2 separate regions of the Ovis aries genome follow, and region 2 is linked to region 1. Evidence: chromatin contacts called from public Hi-C data. All regions are on one chromosome and are shown on one strand. The core of a region is the stretch at or near the end of the contact, and the rest is flanking DNA. Distances in the headings are between cores, read along the strand shown. Region 1 overlaps ALDH7A1 (aldehyde dehydrogenase 7 family member A1). Region 2 has its middle 10 kb from the start of GRAMD2B.

Region 1 (6,852 bases), core at 3,089-5,588:
AGTTAAAGTGTGCATCTGTACGCAGTATTTCTGGCCATGTGATTGAAGGTGCTGGGAGCCTAGTCCTTTGCTGGGAGCTGCTGGATGCTGGTTACACTGAATCGCCTTGTCACTGTCTGGCCCTCCCTGAGTGTGGCAGCCATACTGCGAGTTCCGGCCTCCACAGTGGACGCGAGCAGCTGTGGTTAGCATTTCCACTCTACAGGATAGTTACAATTATAAAGATTTTAAAAAAATATTACAAAGTAACATAGTGCCTGTCAATGGTAAGAGCTCAGCAAATGTTTATTAGGGTGTGTTCTGTATTTTGCACTTGAAAAAAAATTTTCTTTAATGTGTTTTCCTGAAAGAAATTTAGAAGCATTGGTTTTTGAAAAGTGAAGTTCTTTGAAATGTTTACTGGAATCAAATTTATAAGTAGGAAAGAACCAATTTATAAGACCCATTTAAAAAACCGAGGTATACGGTATCTGTTGAATTCAAATATTTATCATTCTTAGCAAAGTTTATTCCTATGTAATTTACGATTTTAGTTGTCAGTTGGATTTTTCCTCTTTGCTTATGTGTAAATTTTTGCAGAGGCAGTTTTCTTCCCTGGGTAGGTTAGGTGTGAAAATAGGAGGACAGATTCAGTAACTCCTCAGCGTTTGCGATTTGTTGGTCTTTTCACTGACAGTTCTATGGTTTTCTATTAAGAGAATTCTGGCCAGAAATCAAGTATTATCCAATAGCCTTCACGGTGTTGCCCTGCAGGTGGCGCTGTTGATCAGAGCAAGCGCCTCAGTTTGGCAGGGGAGTGATTCCTTCGGACTTTTAGGTATCCAGGAAGTCACCATGGAAAAGGTTTTGCGTTAAACTCAATGTGCTAAACTTCAGGCTGGGCTTTTCTCAGCTGCTTTTCATTCCAGCACCATTGATTACCCGCCTTCCCTACCTCCATCTGATAACTGCGCAAATCACCTTTGCTGCAGTTGATTATTGTGCTTAGGTAAAACAAGGCCCGAAGTGTCAGAGGAAAAACTCAATGGCTATAATCACAGAATAGTGTCTTTTACATTTAAAAAAGTATTATTTTTCTTCCCCTGCTCCCCGTAGTAAGCATATGTGTGAATTTACTCCATTTTTAACAACTCCAGGGGACATTGTGTTTAACGTAAACTGTGATCCAGGCACTTTTTGAAGCACTTAAATATAAACCCATTTAATTCTCCACAGTTCTACAAATTAGGTATTATGATCCTCATTTTACTGATGAGGTACAGAGAAGGGATAAGCAGCATTCACCAAGTCTCACTGCTGATAAATGATGGAACTTAAATTTGCACCCAAGCATTTTGGCCCCAGAGTTAGCGTCTGTTGACAGGAGTTGCAGCCCCTGAAAGTGGAGCTCTAGCAATGCCTCCTTCCCTGCCTGTTTCTCAGTCGCTACTCTTTCTTTCTTCTTTTGTAATGTTCTTTATTTTTTATATAATCATGAACTTAAAGAAAAATGGAAGTAACTGTTCCCCCTCTAAGCTGTGAGAGTATGTTGTTGACCTGATTCCACATTAACTCCAAGCACTTCAGGGTTTATTTCCCACAAACTACATTTTACTATGTAACCATATACTATTGATACGTTACTGATACTCTGATTCCATTCACCCTTTGATTTGAGCCAGCAGAGTCTTTTATAGCAAAGGGAGTCATGTCATATATACTTAGTTTCCTTTAGTCTCTTCTTGACTGTTATGGCCTGGATACTTTGGGAACTGCAGACCACTTACTTTGCAGGGTGACCTTCAACTTGGTGTTTCCTCATGATTAGGTTCAGGTTGTGCACCTTTAGCAGTTACAATTGCAGAAATGATGCCATGTTCGTCCCATGAGGTGGTGCATGATTGCGTTTTGTCTTATTACTCATATTACCATTGATACCTTGACCAGAGTGGTGTCTACCAGCTTTTTTCATTGTGAACTATTTCTCCTTTGTAAATTAATGTCTTCTGTGGGGAGGGACTTTGAAATTACCTGTGTGTTCAGTTTGCCCTCAATCTTTCTTGTCTCATCTATTTTCCTCTTTTATACAGTGAGTTATAATCCATTTGTTTTATTACTTCTTTGGATGCTCACAATGTACCTTGATGTTCCTGATTTGGCCAGCAGAGTTCCCCTTGAGCTGACGTCTGTGTTTTTTGAATGTGTCCTTGTTCTTTAGGCACTTGCTAGCTTTTTGAAACAAGATGTCCCAGATTTTTCTTGTAATTAATCTACCCCAGTTCTGCTATCAGCCATTTCTCCCAGGAGCTCTGATTCCTTTTAGTCAAGAACCATATTTAGGGGAATTCCCTGGTGGTCCAGTGGTTAGGACTCTGTGTTTCTACTGCAGCAGGCATAGGTTTGAACCCTGGTTAAGGAACTAGGATCTTATATGCCAGGAAGCACAGCCAAAAAAAAAATAGAAAAGAATCTTATTTGGAAGCCAAGATCTGGTGTAGGTATGACTAGTGACATGAAGATATCACTGCTGCTAGGTCCTTACAGAGGATAGAGCTGGGAAATACATGTACAACCGACTGTTGAACGAGTTTGAACGGCACTGGTCCACAGAGACAATACTTTGCAGACAAAGGTTTGTCTAGTCTACATAACCTATGGTTTTTTCAGTAGTCATGTATGGATGCGAGATTTGGACCATAAAGCTGAATGCCGAAGAACTGATGCTTTTGAACTGTGGTGTTGAAGACTTCTGAAAGTCCCTTGGACTGCAAGGAGATCAAACCAGTCAATCCTAAGGGAAATCAACCCTGAATATTCATTGAAAGTACTGAGGCTGAAGCTGAAACTTCAGTACTTTGGCTACCTGATGTGAAGAACTGACTCATTAGAAAAGACCCTGATGCTGGGAAAGACTGAAGGCAAGGGGAGAAGGGGATAACAGGATGAAATGGTTGGATGGCATCACTGACTTGGTGGACATGAGTTTGGGCAAGCTCCAGGAGTTGGGAAAGTCTGGCGTGCTGCAGTCCACTCAGTCGTAAAAGAGTTGGACACAACTGAGCAACTGAACTGAACTGGTCCACTTACGCTCACATGTTTTTCAACAGAATTACAGTATTACACAGTCATATGCTGGTTGAATCTGCAGGATCAGAACCTCATATACAGAAGGCCAACTTTAAATTATAAGTGTATTTTTGACTGCAGAGGGTTAGGGCCCTAATGCGTTGTTCAGGGGTCAACTGTATACACAAGTACCTCTGTGTTTACTTCTGAATCTATCTGCTTATACTGAGAGCTAGGAGTTCACATCAAAACTTCCATATCCAACCCAATATCATAGGTTTCATTTTAGTTATCTTTTGGTATTTGCAACTCTGATAGTAAGAAACTGCCTCTCATTACCCTTGATGTAGTTCTCACTGGAATAGCTAATCTCCCATCTTTCTGAGGACACCTCCCTCACCTACTTCTGGTTTTGAGGATGCTGGTCTCATCTCCCACGTGGATTTCCTTCTCAGCCCACTCACGCATCCTATACATAGCTGTCCCCAAATGGGGACAGTCTTCCAGCTGCCTAATGGTGTTAGGACTGAACTGCTCTGGAAGAAATAAAGTAGACAAAGAGTAGATTTTAGCTCCTGTAACATACTACAAAGATTGGAGGCTCAACAAGGTAGCTTCTGTGACCTTTCCTGAAATGTTGAGTCCTGAGTCAGTTAAAATGACGCTGTCCCTCACCCTGCCTGCTTGTCTGGGGGCTGAGATGCCTGGGTCTTCAGCGGGATATATAGGTGGTGCGGGTCTGGGAGGTGGAGCATCTGTGTCTTCAGCACAGCTCTGCTTCTAAGAAGCTGAATGTTCTTAGAGGAGTAATCTGACCTTTCGGTGCCCTAGCTCTCTCATCTACAAAATGAATAGGCTGGGCCATGTGGAGACCATGGACCAAAACTGGCTAAGTGCTTGATTTATACTTAGGTGTTAGCCTTCAGAAAAAAATTCAGATTTAAATTTCTTTGGAAGGAGGCTGTGCATGCCAGTTAGCCACAGGTGGGCCACAGCTCAGATGATCTTTCCAAGTTTCACATATTTCCTTCCAGCCGAAAGGTTTTGAGGTTTAGGCTCTGGTGAGTCAAGCCTACCCCTGTCTGACCCTTCTTGGCTAAAGGCAGTATTTACACCAAGAAGAATGAAAACAGCTTATAGACTTCCAGTCAAGGCCATATTCAGGATATGATTTTAGCTTCTCTTTCCGAGACTGCAAAGAATGAAAGCTCAACAAGGTAGTATCTCTTTCCTACTTAACAGTCCAGACGTGGGTAGTCCAGGGTGAACTGGTGACCTCCTGGTGTCTGGGCCTGATTGTTCTGCTTGATGAAAGATGACTCATCGCTACCACATACTTGGGTAGGGGAGGGCACTCTTCCACTTAAGGGTGTGACCAGGAAGTTGCACATGTCAATTGCAACATGTCACATCACATGGCAGAACTTAGTCACAGCATATACAGCCAAATGGGAGGTTGAGAAACAAACCTTTATTTTTGGCAGCTGCGTACTTGGACACAACTTGGGTGTTCTGTTGAGAGAGGACAAAATGATTATTGGGGGAAAATTAGCAACTTCTACCAGAGTGTGTGTTAAACATACTCCCTTCTGCCCACTCTGGGGAATGCCTCCTGTCACATGTCATTTTACTTCCTTAAGCTCTGATGATCAGCCAATTAAGAATTAATTTAGATCCTGCTACGATTACTTAGGGCTATTCATCATGACCCTTCATAAAAAACAGAAGTCATCAGCTTCCAAAAGCAGCCAGTCAGGGAAATTTCAGAGTTGGTTAGAACAGAATGGGAGGTGGAAGAGAGAAGTTTCGACAAATGGGATAGTTGGAGGTAGAGTTGACAAAGACAGGAAATCCTGCAGAGAGCCAGTAGCCAAGTGGAAAGTGGGTACCTGGAGAAGTCAGTGCTGGTTTAAGAGAAGTGGGAAAACGGAGAGAGAGGCTGAGAACCAGATGTGAGCTTCCTCTGCATTTTCTGGTGTGGCTCAGTGGATTTCTAATCTTCTGTATCAGGGCTGTCAGAAGGGCAGGATTCCATTCTCAGCTTAAACCACATCTCTTCTGAGGCCCCTGTCTTCCTCTGTAAAATGGGCATAATCTTTCTCCAATACTTCTTTTCCCAGCACTATTGTAAAATACAAGTATGATGCCAGATGTTAGAACTTTCCAGATAAAGTGTAATAGATGCATGGTGATACTGGAAGAAGCAGTGAGCTCCCTGTATTCTGTGTGGAGCTGGTCTGGGCCAGCCCAGGGGCACTGATTTAGTTAAGAGAAGCTCAGAGATCTGGACTGATGGGGTCACCTCTGATTCAAATGTCATTCCTTTGACAAACAGGGCCTGGGAGAGACCACACAGTGTGGAGGTTAACCCCTATGTGGCAGGTCTAGACCTAGGCTGTCAGCATAGACACATATCTGGAACGGAGTGGGGAGGATGGCATGGTCTCGTGTATGGTCAGAAAGATGCTCCTTACACGGGGCTACTCCTGTCGTGGTGGGATTGCCAGTGCTTTCTCTGATGAGCTCAGAGTCCCTTTAAGGAAGTCTTAACCTAAGACTCTTGAGAGGAACTCAGGAACCATGGCTGGAACTGGTTTGATACTGGATTGCAGTGAGCCACCTGCCATACCACTGAATCTCTCCTTTTGAGCTGGTGAACTCATATTCAAATTGGCTTTCAGCTGTGAAAATATCTTCTGAGTGAAAAGAGGAGACATTTTCTCCAGTTTAGGGATTGAGTTTGCAATTAAAATGAGGACATTCAGCTGTGAGCCAGGAAATGCTCTTTGCTCATGATCTCAAACAGCCTGTGAGAGGGGTCCTCAGGAGAGGACTATGAGAGCGTCTTTTCCTGTGTTCTTTTTGGGGAGGAGACGACACGTGGCCTTGTCTTTTCTGGGGATAACACGAGGGGACAGTGTCTCAGGGATGCATCTTGTTTTATTTTGAATTGCAACTTGGAGAATGGGGTGTCAGTTTTCTATTCCCTCAGTTATTCATTTAAAGAATGTAACAAACTGTGGTAAGAATAACAAAGACGATTCACTGAAGGTTTTTCTTTCTCTTCTTGACTTAATGATCTGCCCTAACTTAAAAGAATTCTGCATAATAATTGCAGTGCTTCCTGGTGTTTTAAATCCAGACTCTAGCTACCCCAAAACAGTGATCAAATGATTTTAACCTCTTGAAATTGAAAGAACCTCTGAGGAAACAGTACCAGGAAACTTTCTATAGCTTAGGGCTGTAGACTGTAGGAATGACCCAGTGAATTTTTTATTCTCATAGTTTGCCCTGCACAAGGAGTCAGAAAAAGAGGAGATGAATTCTCACCTCTGCCTACTTCTGCAGTCTGCCTTAGCTGCCTACTAAGTGTGGCCGATCATTCCAGCATCTCCTATGAACACAGGTAAGCTGAGTCTGCGTTCCCCATTGTATTTTTTGACCTCTGCACATTTAACAAGGACTTTCTCATGACCGCACTCCCTCCTTTCCTCCTTGAGGGATTTCATTTTATTCTTGCTCTCGAAAGCAGAGAGCTGGCTGCTGCTGGTATTCCCCCGCCTCCCTCTCAGCCCTCTCAGAGCTTCCGCACCACCGAGGGCCCCCTCCCTCCCAGGTCAAGATGTCACCGTCTACGTGCCGCTCTGGCTAAGTGGCTGAAGTCACGACATCCCCCCAGTCCTGGATTTTTATAAAGAACCTAGTCAGTGTGCTGCCCTTGTTCTGCCCCAGCAGGATTCATCTCTGTGAAGTGCATCCTCTGAAAAAGGGAAAAGCCCAATTGTTCCCTCTGTGTTGCCCAAATGA
Region 2 (7,556 bases), core at 1,660-4,159, 170 kb after region 1:
ATAGACCACTCAGCTCCTGGTTGACCTGCTATTTGACACGTGACCGAGTCCAGCCAGAATCTAATTGGTCTAGATCAGTAGAACCACCTGCTAACATGTGGATTTATAAACAATAAGTAGCTATTTCAAACCCATATGTTTTGAGATGGTTTTTATAGAGCAATAGCCAACTTCAGATTCTACAGTCTTATCACTAATGGAGTAAGATGATAATAGCTAGCTCCTTTTAGGGGCACTTATATTTTACCTGTTGTCAACTGCTTGAGTTATATGAAAGTAACTTTGAGAGTGTCTTCAGTTTCACTAAGTGAACAGAGGGAACTTGGAGACTGTAGTGGAATCTTCCTGTGTGAATAGCTGAATATACTTCAGAAGACTTTTCTCACCAGAAATAAGGAAAGGTAGCTTTAAGGTAAGGTAGGGTAGAGGACATCTTTTAAAGACATAGACCAGCACACTCTTGGGCTTCCCTGGTGGCTCAGATGGTAAGAATCCACCTGCAGTGTAGAAGACCTGGGTTTAATCCCTGGGTTGGGAAGATTCCCTGAGAAGGGAATGGGTACCCACTCCAGTATTCTGGCCTGGAGAATTCCATGGACTGTATACTTCATGGGGTTGCAAAGAGTCAGACATGACTGAGCAGCTTTCACTTTCAGCATGCTGTTACCACCACGTCCCCCTCTTCCCCAGCCTCCCCTTCAGCCCTCCTACTCCCCGTGAAAATCCTGCAGCAGCACCTGCCATTTACTCTTGTCAGGTCTGTTCTGGAAGTCCTGCTTCTTACCCCTGTCTTGACCATGTTCTGTGTCTTTGCATTGAAATTCTTGTGACTTCTTTGGTGTAAGACAAATTAGGCTTCCAATCCAGCTCATGCCTGATGTGTGATGGGCCCCCAGGCATGCTGAGGTTTTTTAAAAAAATATTTATTTATTTATTTATTTATTTTTGGCTGCGCTGGGTCTCCGTTCTCTTTGCACGGGCTTTCTTTAATTGTGGCGAGTGGGGGCTACTCTTTGTTGCAGAGCATAGGCTCTAGGCACGTGTGGACTTCAGTAGTTGAGGACACAGGCTCAGTAGTTGCGGCTGGAGGACTTTAGAGTGCGGGCTCAATAGTTATGGCCCACAGGCTTAGCTGCTCCGAGGCATGTGTGATCTTCCCAGACCTGGGATGGAAACCGTGTTCTCTGCATTGGCAGGTGGGTTCTTAACCACTGTGCCACCAGGGAAGTCCACGCCAAAGGTTTGATGTCCTTGTGCTCCAGTCTTCTCTGCAAAATGTTGGTGAGAAAGTGTGCTCTGTGATGCACTATTCTTTTTCTCCATGGTGTATTCTTACAGTTAGGGAAAAAAAATTAGCTATTGCTTTTTAAAAAGTTAGTTGAATGTCCTTTTGATCACTGGTAAAAGACATTTTCTACTGATTTAGAAACTTTGAGGTATGGGTCAAAGCTTTAGCAAATATTAACTTAAATATTTATATCTTTTCTGGATTCTTTTTCACGATAGGTTATGAGGTATTGACTACAGTGCCCTATGCTATACAGTAGGTCCTTGTGGTAAGAAATCTGTTGAACTTTAATAACTCAGGCTTAACAGAGATCCTGGAAACTTGTGAACACCTTACAAAAACCTCATTTTGAAGATGTGGAGACAGATGTTTCTTAAGATTTCCTTCAGTTGTAAAGACATCTGAGCTAGTGGAAATATTTTAATTCTATTGGAATATACTGCAGAATCCACTTTTACCAAGGAATGAAATAAGGGAGAAAAATAATATCTTGTTGATAGTCTACTCTGTCTGGCATTTAGATATTTTACATATTCATTTATTCCTTGAAATAACCATATAGAGTATTATTCTCACCTTAACTACATCATATTATAAATAACCACTACAGTCTTATTGAGAGAGTATCAAGCACCAGTGTTCTTGCCTGGAGAATCCTAGGGACGGGGAAGCCTGGTGGGCTGCCGTCTGTGGGGTCACACAGAGTCGGACATGACTGAAGCAACTTAGCAGCAGCAGCAAGCATCAGTGTAATCAGTGGGCTCAGCTTCAACAGTCTTCTCTATCTACACATGTCCTCTAAGTGATATTATCCAGCCTTAGGGCTCTAAATTCTATTTATGTGCTAATGACCATCAAATCTTGTAATCCCCCCCTAACTTTTCCCATGTTAAATAAACATCTCAAACTTACTCTTACCACACCAAAATGTTGAAGTCACAGCTCTCCTCCAAACATTTCCACTCAGAAAGGAAGATGCTAAGGGGAAAACAAGCCCTAAAACAGCCTTCCTCAAGCCCTGCTCAGAGAAAGATTAAGACAACTGAAATAAGTTCAAGGAGAAAGATGTTGAGTTATTTTGGTATGTTATGCTCCTTTTCTAAAAGGTGGAGAGACGTGGAGGAGAGAGAGAAGAGGGAAAATGAATATACTGTTTACTCAATGGGAAATGTACACGAAAATTCCATCTTCAGAATCCTGGCACCATCTAGTGGTTAACACAGCCTGTTTCAGAGACCAGTCATTTTTGTGGATGGTATTAACAGTTCTCAGACTTTTCCTGGCTGGAGGAGGCAACGGGACCCCACTTTAGTACTCTTGCCTGGAAAATCCCATGGAGAGAGGAACCTGGTAGGTTGCAGTCCATGGGATCGCAAAAAGTTGGGCACGACTGAGCGACTTCACTTTCACTTTTCACTTCCATGCACTGGAGAAGGAAATGGCAACCCACTCCAGTGTTCTTGCCTGGAGAATCCCAGGGACGGGGGAGCCTGGTAGGCTGCCGTCTATGGGGTCACACAGAGTCAGACACGACTGAAGCGGCTTAGCAGCAGTAGACTTTCCTGGTATGTCTCAGAATCCTGTGTGTTCAGTCCCTTCAATTGTGTCCGACTCTTTGGGACGTCATGGACTATAGCCTGCCTGGCTTCTCTGTTCATGGAATTTTCCAGGCAAGAATACTGGAGTGGGTTGCCATGCCCTCCTCCAGAGGATCTTCCCCACCCAGGAATAGAACTGGGTCTTTATTGCAGACAGATTATTTACGGCTAAGCTACCAGGGAAGGGTTTGACATAGGGTTTAGGCATGAGAGTTTTGAAAAAACAAGTTACACAGGTGATTCTGCTTATAGTCTCTCATTTGTATGACTTTCCCTCTCCTTTCCTTCACCCCTTGTAAGAAGTATTTATAGAGGATATTTTATACAATAGGATCAAATTGAATTTTGAGAAATGCTATTTTGAAATTCTGAGGATTTTGTGACACATTCAAATCAAAACAGAGTTGAGAAGTTGTATGTGTATGGGGAGTGGTGTAGGGTGGCCCCAAACCAGTGTGGCCAGTTATTGCTCTGGTCAGCCAATGGCCAATTAAATAGGACAGAAGACATTTGTAATCTATTTTTAAGGTTCCTCTTAAATTTTCCATCACCTTCTATCCTATTGATTTTAATAGTTAAAACTTTTCACCCTTTTATTTTTAAGTCATTTCAAATTAACAAAATATTTCAAACATACCAAGAATTTTCATAACCTTTCATCCAGTTTCATCAAGTGATAATACATTGCAAAACCACATTACAATTATAAAAATCAGCAAATTAGCACTGATACTATTACCTTACACATAGACTGAATGTGAATTTTCCAATTGTTCCACTAGTGCTCTTTTCTTGGTCTGCAATTCAGTCCAGATTCTCATGTTGTGTTTAATTAATGTCTCCTCAGTCTCCAGTTTGTGACACACCTTAGTTTTTGCCTTTCAATAAATTTGATTTGACCCTTTAAAAGTACTGAACAATTAGTTTTGGAATATAATTCATCGTGTTTTTTAAAAATTTTATCGTATTGAAGAATAGCTGAATCACAATGTTATATTAGTTCCAGGTGTACAACATAGTGATTCAAAATTTTTATAGATTATACTCCATGTTTCAGTTCAGTTCAGTCGCTCAGTCATGTCCGACTCTCTGAGACCCCATGAATCGCAGCACACCTGGCCTCCCTGTCCATCACCGTCTCCAGGAGTTCACTCAAACTCACGTCCATCGAGTCAGTGATGCCATCCAGCCATCTCATCCTCTGTCGTCCCCTTCTCCTCCTGCCCCCAATCTCTCCCAGCATCAGAGTCTTTTCCAGTGAGTCAACTCTTCGCATGAGGTGGCCAAAGTACTGGAATTTCAGCTTTAGCATCATTCCTTCCAAAGAACACCCAGGGCTGACCTCCTTTAGAATGGACTGGTTGGATCTCCTTGCAGTCCAAGGGACTCTCAAGAGTCTTCTCCAACACCACAGTTCAAAAGCATCAATTCTTTAGTGCTCAGCTTTCTTCACAGTCCAACTCTCACATCCATACATGACCACAGGAAAAACCATAGCCTTGACTAGCTGGACCTTTGTTGGCAAAGTAATGTCTCTGCTTTTGAATATGCTATCTAGGTTGATCATAACTTTTTTTCCAAGGAGTAAGTGTCTTTTAATTTCATGGCTGCAGTCACCATCTGCAGTGATTTGGGAGCCCCCCAAAATAAAGTCTGACACTGTTTCCTTTGTTTCCCCATCTATTTCCCATGAAGTGATGGGACCAGAGGCCATGATCTTAATTTTCTGAATGTTGAGCTTTAAGCCAACATTTTTACTCTCCACTTTCAGTTTCATCAAGAGGCTTTTTAGTTCCTCTTCACTTTGTGCCATAAGGGTGGTGTCATCTGCATATCTGAGGTTATTGATATTTCTCCTGGCAATCTTGATTCTAGCTTGCGCTTCTTCCAGTCCAGTATTTTTCATGATGTACTCTGCGTATAAGTTAAATAAGCAGGGTGACAATATACTGCCTTGACGGAAGCCTTTTCCTATTTGGAACCAGTCTGTTGTTCCATGTCCAAATCTAACTGTTGCTTCCTGACCTGCATACAGATTTCTCAAGAGGCAGGTCAGGTGGTCTGGTATTCCCATCTCTTTCAGAATTTTCCACAGTTGATTGTGATCCACACAGTCAAAGGCTTTGGCATAGTCAATAAAGCAGAAATAGATGTTTTTCTGGGGTAGTTTGAGCATTCTTTGGCATTGCCTTTCTTTGGGATTGGAATGAAAACTGACCTTTTCCAGTCCTGTGGCCACTGCTGAGTTTTCCAAATTTGCTGGCATATTGAGTGCAGCACTTTCACAGCATCATCATTCAGGATTTGAAACAGCTCCACTGGAATTCCATCACCTCCACTAGCTTTGTTCATAGTAATGCTTCCTAAGGCCCACTTGACTTCACATTCCAGGATGTCTGGCTCTAGGTGAGTGATCATACCATCGCGATTATCTGGGTCGTGAAGATCTTTTTTGTACAGTTCTTCTGTGTATTCTTGCCACGTCTTCTTAATATCTTCTGCTTCTGTTAGGTCTGTATTATTTCTGTCCTTTATTGAGCCCATCTTTGCATAAAATGTTCCCTTGGTATCTCTAATTTTCTTGAAGAGATCTCTAGTCTTTCCCATCCTGTTGTTTTCCTCTATTTCTTTGCATTGATCGCTGAGGAAGGCTTTCTTATCTCTTCTTTCTATTCTTTGGAACTCTGCATTCAGATTGGAGAAGGCAGTGGCACCCCACTCCAGTACTCTTGCCTGGAAAATCCCATGGAAGGAGGAGTCTGGAAGGCTGCAGTCCATGGGGTCGCTGAGGGTTGGAAACTACTGAGCGACTTCACTTTCACTTTTCACTTTCATGCTTTGGAGAAGGAAATGGCAACCCACTCCAGTGTTCTTGCCTGGAGAATCCCAGGGACGGGGGAGCCTGGTGGGCTGCCATCTATGGGGTCGCACAGAGTTGGACACAACTGAAGCGACTTAGCTTAGCAGCTGCATTCAGATGCTTATATCTTTCCTTTTCTCCTTTGCTTTCAGCTTCTCTTCTTTTCACAGCTATTTGTACGGCCTCCCCAGAGAGCCATTTTTCTGTTTTGCATTTCTCCATGTTTAGTTATTTATGAAATATTGGCTATAGGCCCTGTGCTGTACAATATATCCTTATAGCTTGTTTTATATGCAGTTTGTGCCTCTTAATCTCCTGTCCATGTATCTTGAAGATATACCACATCTTCTTTATCCATTTGTTTGCTGATGGACATTTAGGATGCGTCCGTATTGTGGCAAATATAAATAAAGCTACTACGAACACTGGGGTGCAGCTCTTTGAGTAAGTGTTTTTGTTTTCTTTGGCTATACACCCAGGAGTGAAATTGCTTGGTCACATGGTAGTTCTATTTTTAGTTTTCTGAGGAAACTCCATATTGTTTTCTACAGTGGCTGCACCAATTTACATTCCCACCAACAGTGTAGGAAGGTTCCCTTTTCTACACATCTTCTCTAACATTTGTTATTTATAATCTCTTTGATGACAGTCATTCTGATAAGTATGAGGCAGTTTTTCATACTGGTTTTGATTTGCATTTTTCTGATGATGGAACAATGTTGAGCGTATTTTCATGTACCTGTTGATCATCTGTATATGTTTTTCAGAAAAATGTCTGTTCAGATATTCTACCTATTTTTAAATTGGGTGGTTTATTAATATTGAATTGTATCAGCTGCTTATATATTTTGAATATTAACCCCTTATTGATCATGTTACTTGCAAGTATTTTCTCCATTCAGAAGGCTGTATTTTCATGTTGTCAGTAGTTTCCTTTGCTCTGAAAAAGTTTTTAAGGTTAATTAGGTCCTGTTTATTTTTGCTTTTGCTGCCTCTTGGTTAAGTTCAGCATATCCATTCTTGTAAGAAGTGATGTTTGAGTTCTTCTCTGCACTGGATCAAGGAATGCATGATATCAGTTATCCCATTACTGACTCATGGGAACCCATGGTTTGCACAACCACCTTGGGAGCACCTGGACTTTTCCAGGAGAACTTTGATATAAGGATCTTGAAGGAAATGGATCTTCAGATATGACCTTAGACATGGAACAGCAGCAACAATGGTTAGTTGATTCACATTTTGTTGGCTGCCCTGTGATTTCACTTGTGGTTATACTGGGCAGTTCCATGCAGGTTTCCACTGACTTTAAGGTGACATAGTCTCCTGTTAAGTGCTTCACCTAATGCCTAAGTGTTTCCTTTGGTGTTACAGATGTTGTGAGGAACTTTCTAGGCCATGGTATGTGCCCACCTTTGGGAGCAACCCTAGTTGGTAGAATAAATGTTTTGAAAGGGAGGCTCAGAATTTTATCCCATAGACAGAAATGTATAAGTGGAAGAATAATAGCAGGGAGAATTTTAATTATGATCCTAGATAATTTGGTGGTGACATGGAGATTAGACTGGTATAGGAAGTAAATGGGAGCAGGCACAGATATCAGGAGTCAACTAGAATTGTCCTGATTAGAAATACATTGGGCCTAAATTTGGAAGCAAAGTGCTGTAGGAACTTAAAGTTGGAGATATGATGGTAAAATTCCAAATACATCAGCCAGTTTTCCTTACTCAGGTGTTATGTTGCATAATAAAATGGACTCTGGGTGCCTGTCTAAGGTATCTCTTGCTGTGAGATGAAACTTCATCAAATT

What was found. A called contact is a pair of places that touch in the nucleus more often than the background predicts.
Region 2: a Hi-C map of retroperitoneal adipose tissue shows a contact between it and region 1, with 4 times the contacts expected there. The contact joins two enhancer-like sites. A contact is called at or near these places in 14 of 16 Hi-C or Micro-C datasets (blood, hypothalamus, liver and 6 more).

Annotation. Positions count from the first base shown.
Region 1 is chr5:25,056,328-25,063,179 of ARS-UI_Ramb_v3.0, forward strand. It overlaps ALDH7A1 (aldehyde dehydrogenase 7 family member A1), which reads left to right. Exons shown (of 21, transcript XR_009600672.1): 18 at 6,331-6,451. Among named protein-coding and RNA genes, the nearest start is that of ALDH7A1, 43 kb to the left of the region's middle. Within about 2 kb of position 4,339, at least 34 of the 54 cell types and tissues checked have an H3K27ac peak or open chromatin away from gene starts, as enhancers often do.
Region 2 is chr5:25,223,987-25,231,542 of ARS-UI_Ramb_v3.0, forward strand. No RefSeq gene overlaps it. Among named protein-coding and RNA genes, the nearest start is that of GRAMD2B, 10 kb to the left of the region's middle. Within about 2 kb of position 2,910, at least 7 of the 54 cell types and tissues checked have an H3K27ac peak or open chromatin away from gene starts, as enhancers often do.